2 separate regions of the Ovis aries genome follow, and region 1 is linked to region 2. The links are chromatin contacts, called in public Hi-C maps. All regions are on one chromosome and are shown on one strand. The core of a region is the stretch at or near the end of the contact, and the rest is flanking DNA. Distances in the headings are between cores, read along the strand shown.

Region 1 (6,086 bases), core at 1,347-3,846, 39 kb after region 2:
ACATGGAAAAAACAAAGAAAGAACAAGATAAACACAAAATTCAGGATAGTGGTTACCTCCCCTGAAGTAGAGTACAACAAAGGGATTGAACACATAGATAGATTCAGTGATACCACAATGCTCTAGGCATTGAGTAGTGGATTCCCAGTCATCCACTTATGTTTTAAAACTTACTTAATCTATGTATCAAACATTACATAATAAAAAATTTTAATAACAAATAGTTTTGACAATACAAAAAAAGATTACAGCAGATTGTAAAGCTTTTTGGATGGGCGAGACACATGTACTAGGGAACCAGACATTTACATTTTTTATTGTTTTAGTTTCACAAAGCTTCTTGAGTAATAATAAAAACTACATTTGATTCAGTCCGAGTGGGGAGAAAAGACATAATTACATACAAATACTCTAAGGGAATTTATTCATTAAATTTTGCAAGGTGAATATCATTCACTTTGTAGAAACTTTATAAAATAAAAGAAAGCAAGTACTGTTGGAACAGATAGGAGACTTACCAATAACATTATGTTAAAGAATAGCTCAAGGAAAGGAGTGGGGACAGAAGTGAGAATACAACAAATATTGAAAGAGAAATTGAAATGGATGGTGCAGATTACAGTCTCCTTTTTAAAATGCTTAGTAATACAAGAAGACAGGAAATTATTTTCTCATTTCTTCAGAGATTCTTCAGGACTATTCTTCTCAAGTGCACTCTACTTTGCTTTTATATTTGATGCCTATATTACACAGAGAAAAATACAGATTCCAGGACAAATTTTTGTTAAGAAAATCTGTAAGGTTTCATGTCCAATCCACGGACACATTAGAACCTACCCCAAGGGGGTGTTAATGATGTCACTATACAATAATTGTCTCCTTTTTGTTATTTTCACTATCATTTCAAGGTTATTTAACTCATTCTCAATTCCAGTGATCACACTAGAAACTAATCATGAAAATAAACCAAAACAAACCACACTCCTTCCAAAAACTAACAAAACCTCCCACTTCCCCAAACAAAATGACATTTCTTAATCATTCTTTCAACTGAGGACTTACTGCTTATATGCACATAGTGTACATCCCTTTTAAAATCACAGAGCACGACAATGCATTTTAGTGGACTTTGTTGATTTTTTTTTTTTTTTTTTTGCCACACTCAGCAACTTGTGGGATCTAAGTTCCCCAACCAGGGATTAAACCCAGACCCTGGTCAGTGAGTGTGGAGTCCTAATCACTGGACCGCCAGGAAATTAATTCCCTGTTGATTTATTTTTAAAGCTATTATTTGTAACTCCTCTAAAAGGCAAAACATACTGTCTTCTTCATTATCTTCTCACCTAAGAAAATGGCTGTTGATGTGGGAGAGAGACAGGAAAGAGCAATGTAACTATCACCCTTCTATGAAGTGTTTCCAGGGCTCCCAGGTGTAATCCCCACCCCTTTTGTGTGCCACCTGTACACTTCTGTGGAGAAAGTCCAAACCAGTTAAGAACAGTTTTCAATTTGTCTAACGTCTTTGATGAAGATAAGATATGAATGTGGAGGAAAGTTACCAATGGTTAACATCGATAGAGGGTTTAATCTTTTGGAAAACACTTTCATATTTATTTTTTTCCAGGCTTCATTTCTTCTTGACTAGAGCACACAGCAGGGATTATTAACATCCTGATGTTACGGGTTACTTTGCTAGGGTCCTACGGGAATGAGGGGTGAGTGAAATAAACTCATTCTGGTACTTGTTAAAATGGTGAGGTACAGTCGATTTAAAACTATTTCAATAGGGGATCATAACTTGCAGCAGGAGAAATTGTCTTCAACCTCGAATACAGCAAAGACACCCGGAAATTTATTATAGCCCACAAACAAGAAGAGTGAGGGGGTTAGTGGATGAGAAATTAAGATAAAACATTAAGGATAGGGGGATGCTTGCTTAAAGGCAGGTCCGAGGACTTTTATACTAACGGACTTTATATAGAAACGAATCTGATCGCATAGACAAGGTAACCAGATACTAAAGGTGCAAGGATGACTTAGCAGAATTCACACTAATACGGCCAGATTCGAAGGCCTCAATGGAGGCCTAGGCGAGTAGAGGGCTGGGAGGAGCCTGACTAAAGTTCGGACAAGGAGAGAGAGACTGTCACTGACAACTCCGTTTCTCTTTATTACCCAATCCCCATGGATGAGGAGAGCTGGCAGGCAACCGGGGTTGGGGTGGGTCCAGTTCTTTCTCCGAAGCAGCAATGACCGGTGGCCAGAGATCAGAAAGCCAGGTTCGGCAACACCAGCAGGATGCGTGTCTGAGCGACGGCCCTCGCACCGCACGGGAGGTGCCCACACGCTCCGCCCGTCCGCCGCGCGTCCCACTTGAGGGGCGGGCTCCGCAGGTCGGGACCGGAGGCGCCGATTGGCTGACGTGCCCGAGCCGGGGTTTCCCGGCCCCGCCCCGTCGCCCCTCACTGGCCGCCCCACCGCCGCCGTCGCGCTCCCTCAGCCCGCGAGGCCGCGCGCAGGCAGGTCCCGCGCAGCCCCGCGGGAGGGGCCTACCGGTCCCCATCCTTAAAGCACGAGTCCAGACGCTCCGCCTGTTGGAGAGGGCGCCTGGCTGTGGACAGCCAACAGCCGGGGCGGGCCAGGGCCGACCGAGGAGGGCCTGAGGCTACGGAGCCGCCGCGGCTGGCACACGAGCGTCTCGGCCCGGACCAAGTGGTTGCGGGAGCTGTAAGGGGAGGCGTGGTGGGCGCCATTGCTGCCCGTCAGAACGCCGCGGGGGTCCCCGTCAGCCCTAGCCGCTCTCCCCTGGCTGAGAGGAACCGTCGCCAGTCCCCGACCCGGTCTCCTGAATCGGGTGCCTCCTCTGCCATCCGTGCGGAGACCATGTTTGACAAGACGCGGCTGCCGTACGTGGCCCTCGATGTGCTCTGCGTGTTGCTGGGTACGTAACGCGCCGCCGGCCCGAGGGGCGTGTGCGCGCGAGCCCGGGGTGGGTGCATCGGTGGGGTGCGGGCGTGTGTCCGCTGGGAGGTGACTCGCCGGGAGTCGCGGACGGGGCGTTGGGGGGGGGTGTGTGTGCCTGACGCGCGAGCCTTGCCCGGCTAGACGCTGGGGGCGGCTTCCGCAGCCCGGGGACCCCGCTTCGCAGCCCGCATCCACGCGTGGCCGATGCTGTCAGTCTGCCTTTCTATTGCCCGCCGGTGCGCTGAGCCCACCCTGCTTGGATGCTGTTCACGCCTCTGCGCTCCATCCCTTGCTCTCCTTTCCTCTGTTTCCCGTTTCACTCCCAGCAGAGAGGGTGGGCTCCTCCCCTCGCTGATGTAGGGAAGCCTGGTGGTCACTGGCTCATCAGGTTTGGTGACAAAACCGGAGGGTTTTGATGCACTGGGAATTCTCAGTAACTGGCGCCAGTGCCAGGTTTATCTTCCTTGTGGGAAGCAGTTTTAAGTTTTCGTCTATAAAAGGTTAGAACGCTAATTAGAAGGTGTTACCGGCTTGTAAATTGTCAGGCTGTAAGTGGGTGTGATGATGCCAGGTTTCTGCCTATAGGTTTGAAGAAGCTTGCTTTTGAGGGGGATGGGGTTGGCGTGGTGTGCCCCAGACTTGCTGTTTCCTTCTCTGCGCAGACCTCGTCATCGTGTAGGTTTCCATCTCCTGTGAGAGCCCACAAGGAGCACTGGACATTTCTTTGGCTGCAGCGAATTTGGCGTTGTGTTTCTGAAGTAAGAGTTCAGTCGTAGGGCTTCTGGTCGCCAGTTGCTCTTTTCTTTTGACGAAAAACAATCGAAGTCATCTGGGTAAGGGCTAGGCATTGGAAGGAGAGATTTTCACCGTCTTCATATATATTGTGTAAGGCAGTATCTTTGAACTATTTATATGTTTTGGAAAAAACTACTTACCAGAAGACCTGCTCGATGTTCGGGTAGTCCTCATGTTTGAGTATCGAAGTAATAGTATTGGCGAGCTCTCAGCGTTGGAGAGCTGTGACTTTAGCATCCTAGACGCAGGTCTGCATAATGGCTTTTCGGTGAGAGGGAAACTTCCTCCGCTTTTAATCCAGTATCCATCTCCCCTGCCTCAAACCTGACCGTTTAGGCGCTTGTAGTCTTGCCGAAGTTTTATAAATTCTGTTACCTGTTTTTTGAGGAAAAATCTTGCTTATGAAACATCTTTATTGTTTACCAGGACATTTCCTATATAGCCCCGCAGTGAATTTTAGAAATTCCGTTTAGGAAAGGGAAACACAATTTTGGAACACTATTTTTATAAAAACATAAGTGATCCTTTCAGATATCCGGACATATTCATAATTACATTAATTATATTCAGATTTATTGGCAATGAAAAGTTCACCTTGGTAAATATGTTATATTTTAAAATGTATTTAAATTTATACTCAGTGTTTGTGGAGCTTTGTTAAATTTCATTTATGTTTTAGTTCGGGGAGAGGAAAATGTTCAGTCAGAAGTGATTTTTAAAATTCTAATATATTGAATATTATCCTATCATTGCCACATACTGTACTGTCAGAATTATATATAAATTTCCCATTTTTCCTACCTTATGCAGTTACTAATTTATGAAACAAATGCGTTTTCTCTTTGGGCCAAGCACTGAACCAGGATAGATGAAACATAATACTGCTCTCAGGTAGCTCAATGTTATTAAACACAGAGCCATATGCTAAATCTATGTTTTGTTTGTTTTAATTCATGTATATTTGAGGAAACTATTTGCAGTACAACTTTATAAAATTGTGGGGTTTTGTAGTCTATGTTTTCAGCATGCTGCAAGCATCACATAACTATCCAATAGAATTGAGTAATTTTATTGCTAACTTGGCCTGACAGTTGCAGAATTTATGATGACTCTCAAAAAAAGATAAAGTTGTTATTTCTGATTTTAAGATCTTTGGTTTTGGGAAAAGCTTGTTTAGGAGACTTATGCATTAAGTATCAGTATCAGATACCTGATCTATTTGAAAAACATTTTATCTGTTTTTGTATTGCTAGAGTTTTAAAATAAGTAAGTGTATTGTCAAGATAAGCTCAGAATTCCCTTTTCCTAAATAGAAAGTGAAATACTGGCTTATTTTAATTTGGTGTATAAGATGACATTAGATTTAATAGCATCAATATTCTGTTACAAACAACAGTGAAGGAGAACAGTGATGCTAGAGATACAAAGTATTTTCATGCTGAGTTTTGGGAGATTATATATTTTTATTAAAAAACTCACCTTTCTAGTGGGGTCTATGAGTCATTTTATTTATTTTTAAACTTTATGGCTGAGCTGCATAGCATGCAGGATCTTAGTTCCCCAACCAGGGATTGAATCTGTACCCCTTGTCGTGGAAGCGCAGAGTCTTAACCACTGGTCTGCCAAAAAATCCCCTTTAAGGGTCATTTAAAGTTTTATTTTTATTCATCTTACTGACAGCAGGAGGTTGGCGGCCTTTAAAATAGTGGTAGCTCAAAGAGGGTTATCAACTTGGCATTAAGTTTTTTATTTTTCTTTGGAGAACTACAGGTAAAAGTTGACTATAGCAACAGAAAGGTGATCAAGCAGATCATAAGTACAGGGTTATGTGAAAGTGGTTCTTAATTATAATGTGAATATGTTCCAGGTTCTGTTAATGATCACCCAACATCATGCAGTGTATTCATTTAATATGATGATGTTATGTGATTGTGTTACATGGCTACTTTATAATATTACAGAAAGTGATGTCTGTTTAAATGATAAACATACCTGTATGTAAGGGGGCGGGTATGTGCATGCTTATGCACGTGTAAAAGCATTTCTATGCCAAGTCAGTATTACCACCACTATGAAACATGATTTCCTCCATATAATACACCCAAATTATTACTTCCTTCAGTGGATCTGGTCTCTTCTTGGAAAAAGAATGAGAATTTTGAGAGATGATGTGTATTTGATTCCTTTCTGAGATGGAGTGTGGTCTTGCCAGCTTTCTCTGGCTCCTTTGATAATCAGTTCTATGATTTTAGAAGAAGGCCATAAATATCACCTGAGCACACAAGAAAAGCTGCTCTACAGAGAATCATAGTGGGCTGATGTGAAAG
Region 2 (6,219 bases), core at 1,927-4,426:
TGCCTGAAAAATCCCATGGACTGAGGAGCCTGTCAGTCTATAGTCCATGGGATTATGAAGAGTTGGACACAACTGAGCACAGTTAGAGCAGTGTGTTGCTTGTTAAACTGTTTTCTCGGCCTCAAACTCACCCTTTTGTTCACTGCTTTGTGACACAAACCACAATTCTCCCTTGCCAGTCGGCTCCCTGATTGGTTCTGCCAATGGAAGCTCTAGGGGGACAAGTTACTGGCTACTTATTGTTTGTTTTCTCTTCCTATCAGTGTCACCCTGGAAACAGCTTTTCATCTTGGCAGTGGCAGTTCCTTCTAGTGGATTCCAGTTTGCAAGTTGTTTGCATTCCTAGCACTAGAGACATTGCACCCACTCAGTGATGCCATACGGTCCATCCACACCCCCTCCCAGAAAGCTGACCCCTGACTCCTCTGGATCCCTCCTCTGAGTTTTGAAGGCATTTTAGATCTTCAGGTGCCACCTCCATGGTGTCAGCTTTTAATCATCCAGCCCCTATGCTTTGTTCCTCCAGTCCTAGGCGTGATAATCATGTCCTGAAGTTACTTCTGTAATATCTTAATGCTCTCTTTTTGTTCAGCACTTGATAAATAATTCTTTAGATTAAATTCCCTCTGTTAAAATAATTGTTCTGATTTCTGATTGGAATCTGACAGGTACAACTAACTAACTCATAATTTGGAAATTTATTTGCAAGATTGACCAAAAATGTGCAAAATTTTTCCTCTAACAAATAAGACATATTCTAATATTAAGAAAAAATATTCAAAACTTTAAAAATAAGGCAAAAGGATGACTGTATGTCTGTCCCTTCAGTCTACACTGGCATTGTCCACACTGGCATTGTCTAACAGGCCTACCCACATACTCCAAAGAAATGCACTTTTGTTGAACTTATTATTTAGTATTGCTAAGGGCAATAATTGCTTTGTGAAATTAGACATAAACTTGTAGAAGATTGTGTCAAATTATTTTTCTAGAGTAGAATCATAAATAACTTCTGTTGGATAGAAAAAGGAATCTCAGAAATTATGGTTTTATTACCCTAAGGGCATTAAACAAGTTTTAAAGAACAAATAGATTATTTTTCTTAGAAATTTCAGGTTCAGGGATAAATTAAACAGATAATACAGACAGTTCAACATACTATCCTTTCTTCTTCACCTCACCTCCACTGTCTTTCCTATTCATAACATTTTGCATTAGTGTGGAATATTTGTTATAACTGATAAACCAATATTGATATATTATTAACTAAAGTCTATAGTTTACATTATTACTGTTCATGTTGTACAGTTCTATGAGATTTAACAAATGCATGATGTTATATACCCATCATTACAGTATCATAAAGATAAGTTTTGCTTCCCTAAAAATCTCCCCTGCTTCACCTATTCAACCCTGACCACCACCACCATCCCCCCACCAAACCCCTGGCGACCACTGATCTATTTACTGTCTCTACAGTTTTACCTTTTCCAAAATGTCATGTAGCTGGAATCATACATTGTGTAGTATTTTCAGCCTGGCTTATTTCACTTAGTGCTATGATCTCAAGGTTCTTCCATGTCATTTGAGGTCATTTCTTTTATTGCCAAATAATACCTATTGCATGAATATATCACAACTCATTTGTCCATTTACCTATTGGGGGATATCTTGGTTGCTTCCTGTTTTTAGCATTTATGAACAAAGTTTCTCTAAATATTTGCATGCAGATTTTTATGTGGACATAAGTTCTCAACTCATTTGCAACTGCCAAATCATATACGTGGACAAAGAATGGTATCTGCCATAACATTAAACAAATGATGTGGCACCTATCAAGCTATCTGCCACTACAGCCACTCCTGACAGTGCACCCTGAGGGCATTCAGGAAAAGAAGAACAAAATGCTTGCCCTGATAAGTATTTTGTTAAGGCACATGTCAAAGGAATACTTACATTAAGCCCACTCTCGCATTCTTCCCATACACAGAAAAAAACTAAATTCTTTTAGTTCTAAAGAAACTAAATTATCTTGAGATGTCCGTTTTTTTCTTTAATTATCAGTAAACTTTTGATGTTAGACTACCTGTGTTTGTCTTTTCAAAGATACCTATATTCTGGTTCCTTCCTTACCTCTTTGAAACAGTCCTCCAGAGCTCTCTGAGGGGCTGTTTCCTAAGTTTTAGGTTTTCAGTATGTTCGCCAAATAAAACATAACTCTCAGCTTTTAGGTTGTGCATTTTTTTCAGTCGACATATGGTGAGGGTATATTTAGCTTTATGAGAAACTGCTAAACTGTCTTCCGAAGTGGTTGCATCATTTTACATTCCCATTAAAAAAAAAAAAGTCTAGCAATCATATTCCTAGATTCTTTCTTTCCTAAACTTCATATACTTAGCTTCTTGAATTCTCTTATGAACTAGTTTTACCATCTTGATGGCTCCCCAACCAATAAGGTAAATAAACATTTGGCACATGCTGACTTAAATATTTGTATTGAGGGCCATGTTTTTCACTTTCTAAATATTACACTTTGACAATAACAGCCAACCATATTTCCCACATGAAAGATGACCTTGCTGATTCACCTTTTGTTATTTTTCTAAGTCAGGTAATGACCTTTACAGTCACACTCTGATTGACTTTCCCAAGAGTCACCTCCTATGTAAATTTGCTCAACTGCCCTATGAAAAGTTAATCTTTTACAAATGCAAAAGAGTACCTAGTGAGCATGCCAGTAAACTGATCCATAGATTCATTACAAAAAAAAAAAAAAGCTTCAGTTTGGGAACCAGTTACTGGGTAAATGCTAAGTCATCCTGGCATTAATCTGATTAAAGTAAACTGTTCAAGTCACACGGTCTCCTTTTTTCTGTATATTTTAAAATTTGGTGGCTTCTGTTAGGGAGAGGGTGGAAATCAATCCTCTGCAACTCGGTCTTAGGCTGATCTTTAAGAAATAGAATCCTCACAGGGTTTTGAGGCGTACAAGCTGAATTCTGACTTTGCATAGACGGTCCACAGAGGGGGTAGAAAGAGTAGAATTACACGTCGCAGTCAGGGAGGCTAGAGTGCATGGTTTGAATGTCAAGGGCATTCTTGGGCTTGCTGCAAACCTCATTCTGATTCATCCACTTTCAGACTGTTGAGCTGAAGACTTTTTCGCTGCAGTTTTAAGTTATTCCAGACCATGGCTAGAATGGTTCGCTCTCCCCACTCTCCTCAGATGTGGAGCCCCTGGGCAGCAGCTGGCACTGTGCACATGTAACTTGCACACTAATGTGAAGGTCCCAACAAAAACATTAGTTCTCACCAGTGTTCCAAGGATTTTAAAGACTTTGGTACTGTAAAAAAAAAAAAAAAAAAAAAAAAATTCAGTCAGCTTGTGACAGCTACAATTCTGCTTCTGTTTCAGCTTTTAAAAAAAGAAGGAGGGAAAAAATGAAACCATACTAATTTCTTCCTTCCACAGTTCAGTGAAGTTCCAAAAAGTAGAAAGAATCCCTTAGCTTGCCTTGTTGGTAGAAATGCCTGGCTGGGACATTCCTTTGGCCACTTTAACTGAAAACTGCATGCCTCTGGGAGCACAGCAACTCTGCTTCAGCCTCCAGTCTCAAATCTGATTGTGAACGGTCTACAAAGATAGGAGAAGTCTGCAACTCCACCCCCCACCCCCAGCCCCCTTCCCACCAGAGAAAACAACACAAAACCACACCTGGCCCCAGATGGAGGTTGCATTTCCAGAGAGAAAACACAGCCACTGAGATAAGAGCATCCTTCAGGATCTCTTTTTATTCTGACTGCTGAGCAAGGAACCATCTTCTGGGGAGCATTTGCTTCTGTTTCCATCATATCCAGGGAAGTGTAGGAAACGCTTTTACCCGGAGAAATGAGACAGTACCCAGAATGACACACTTGGTAATCTTCTCCAAGGCGCCATCCTTACAAGAGCAGGAACCCGGCCCCACTGGAAACGGAAAGGCTGATGGGGCCTTTCCTATCTAGGACACTCGGGGTCGGCTTGCTGCTGCAGCTTGTGCTTAATTCCTTGTTTTACTTGGCAATGAGCAAGTGAGGAAAACAAGGGTATTAATAACGATCATCAGCATTTGAACTTCCTGGGTACACCCTGTGCTTGTACCCAAGTGCTGAATAGAATTTTTTAAAAAGATTGTCTCTGTGTGTACAGGAAGGAGACTTAAATTTGCCACAAACTTAAATCATTCATTTTCCTTTGTCCCAGAAAAATACATTTTTGTCTCTGTGGCATTTGAATCAACTCTTCTTTCCTTCCCGACTTTTGGCGTTTGAAAAGATTTTATGTCATGAAATGACCTTATTTATGTATTCTGCAACTCCTGCCACAAAGCCTTTGGGAATGCCAATTAAAAACACAACTGCAAAGAAGTGAAGCAATGTGATGATTTTCCATCGATGAAATTATTTCCATCAGCAAGCTCATTGCAAAACGATACTGCTGTTTGGTGACTCCCATGCCATAAATCTGGTTGTGCTTCTGGTTTTGAGGCAAACCTCACCTGCTGTGGTTTCGGTTGGTGACTTGGAATTTTGATCTGGCTGCCATTTGTTGATCCCTGGCCCCTATTCCGTTTCTTAGGAAGGTGGAAAGTCAGCAGAGCATAGGTGCTGGAAAAATAGAGATCTCGGTTGCAGTTTCCCGCGGGTGGTACCATAGTCCGTTTATGAACCATGACCTGTGGAACTCACGTTCTGGGACATCTGAAGTCTGCTCCATACTCTTGGCATATTAAAATCTGCCCACAGGAGAGTTTACCAGAAAAGGAATTTCTGAGGGGAGGAACTAGTGTCTTCATCTTTGCCTCAGATGGTCAACATTTCTGAGAAAAACTCAGCTGGGAGCTCTTCTGAGAAATAAGCTGATGTCATATGGTTGAAGGACTTATTGCCTCAAGACTCTAAAGCTCTAGAAAACTTAAAGCCACTATTTGTTTACAATTGACTCTAGCTTGGAGTCAGATGCACTGATGCTTCCTTAGCAGCAAGTGGAGAATTTATGCCCCTGGAGTGAGTGTCCTCTGCTATGAGGAATTCCACGGTCAGCAGTTTATGTGATTAATACACTGGTAAGAACACATGTGGTGGAAAACCTCCAGCAAAAGCAATCAGTGGATCTATCCCTGATGCTGTCCACTCTGCAACACCACCACCCCCGCCTGCCACCCCTGACCCTGCCACTTTGGCCTTCTTAAATAGCCTAATCTGTCTAATTGCACATTTTGCATTTGCATTCTGAAAACACAACATTGTCAGTGACGAAAGAGAATAAATTGAAGATAGATGTTTAGGTGTTAATAAGTTGAAGATAGATGTTTAGGTGTTTAAATGACCTAATCTAATCCCTAACAACTCCTTCCCTGCCTCCCTACTTTCTTCCTTTTTAAAAAACTAAAAGGTCAGGGGATTCCCTGGCAGTCCAGTGATTAAGACTCCACACTTCCACTGCAGGAGGCATAAGTTTGATCCCTAGTCTGGGAACTAAGATCCCACAATCTGCCCAGCACGGCCAAAAAAACAAAAAGGAAAAAAAAGTACACAAATACACCTGGAATAGAATTTATTAGAGCATAAAACAATTTAAAAAACCTTTCATGGTTCCCAAACTAAAAACAATTATTGTAACATCTTTTTCTATGCAGAAAAAGAAATATATTTTATATTATAAATCATGTGTATAGCATTATATTGTATTACCAATCATCATATTTTCTACAAACAATTAAGGTAAAAAGTAAAGAAGAGGGCTTCCTTGGTGGTTCAGTGGTAAGGAATCCACCTGTCAGTGCAGGAGGTGTGGGTTCAGTCTCTGGTCTGGGAAGATCCCACATGCGGTGGAGCAACCAAGCCCATGCTCAGCAACTACTGAGCCTGGCTCTAGAGCCGGGAGTTGCAACCACTGAGCCCATGTGCTGCAATTACTAAAGCTCAAGCAACTTAGTTACCAGCACTCCAGGACACGAGAAGCCACCGCAATGAGAAGCCCACACACAGCAACTAGAGAGTAGCCTCCACTCTCTGCAACTAGAAAAAAAGCCCGTGCAGCAATGAAGACCCAGCACAGCAAACTAATTGATTAATCAATTAAAACAAGAAATGAAGGAGAAACTAACATTTCCTAAAGTCCCAATCCACAATAGTTTATAATATCTAGTCTATATCAAGATTATATATATAATGTAG

Evidence for each region. Hi-C and Micro-C count contacts between places; a contact is called where the count stands out from the background.
Region 1: a Hi-C map of tail adipose tissue shows a contact between it and region 2, with 1.5 times the contacts expected there. The contact joins the promoter of PLPP1 here to the enhancer-like site in region 2. A contact is called at or near these places in 4 of 16 Hi-C or Micro-C datasets (hypothalamus, liver, skin fibroblasts and 1 more).

What each region holds. Positions count from the first base shown.
Region 1 is chr16:23,812,841-23,818,926 of ARS-UI_Ramb_v3.0, forward strand. PLPP1 (phospholipid phosphatase 1) reads left to right here and starts at 2,597. Exons shown (of 6, transcript XM_060400430.1): 1 at 2,597-6,086.
Region 2 is chr16:23,772,960-23,779,178 of ARS-UI_Ramb_v3.0, forward strand. No RefSeq gene overlaps it. Among named protein-coding and RNA genes, the nearest start is that of PLPP1, 39 kb to the right of the region's middle. Within about 2 kb of position 3,177, at least 15 of the 54 cell types and tissues checked have an H3K27ac peak or open chromatin away from gene starts, as enhancers often do. A contact at or near this core is called in tail adipose tissue, where this site is marked.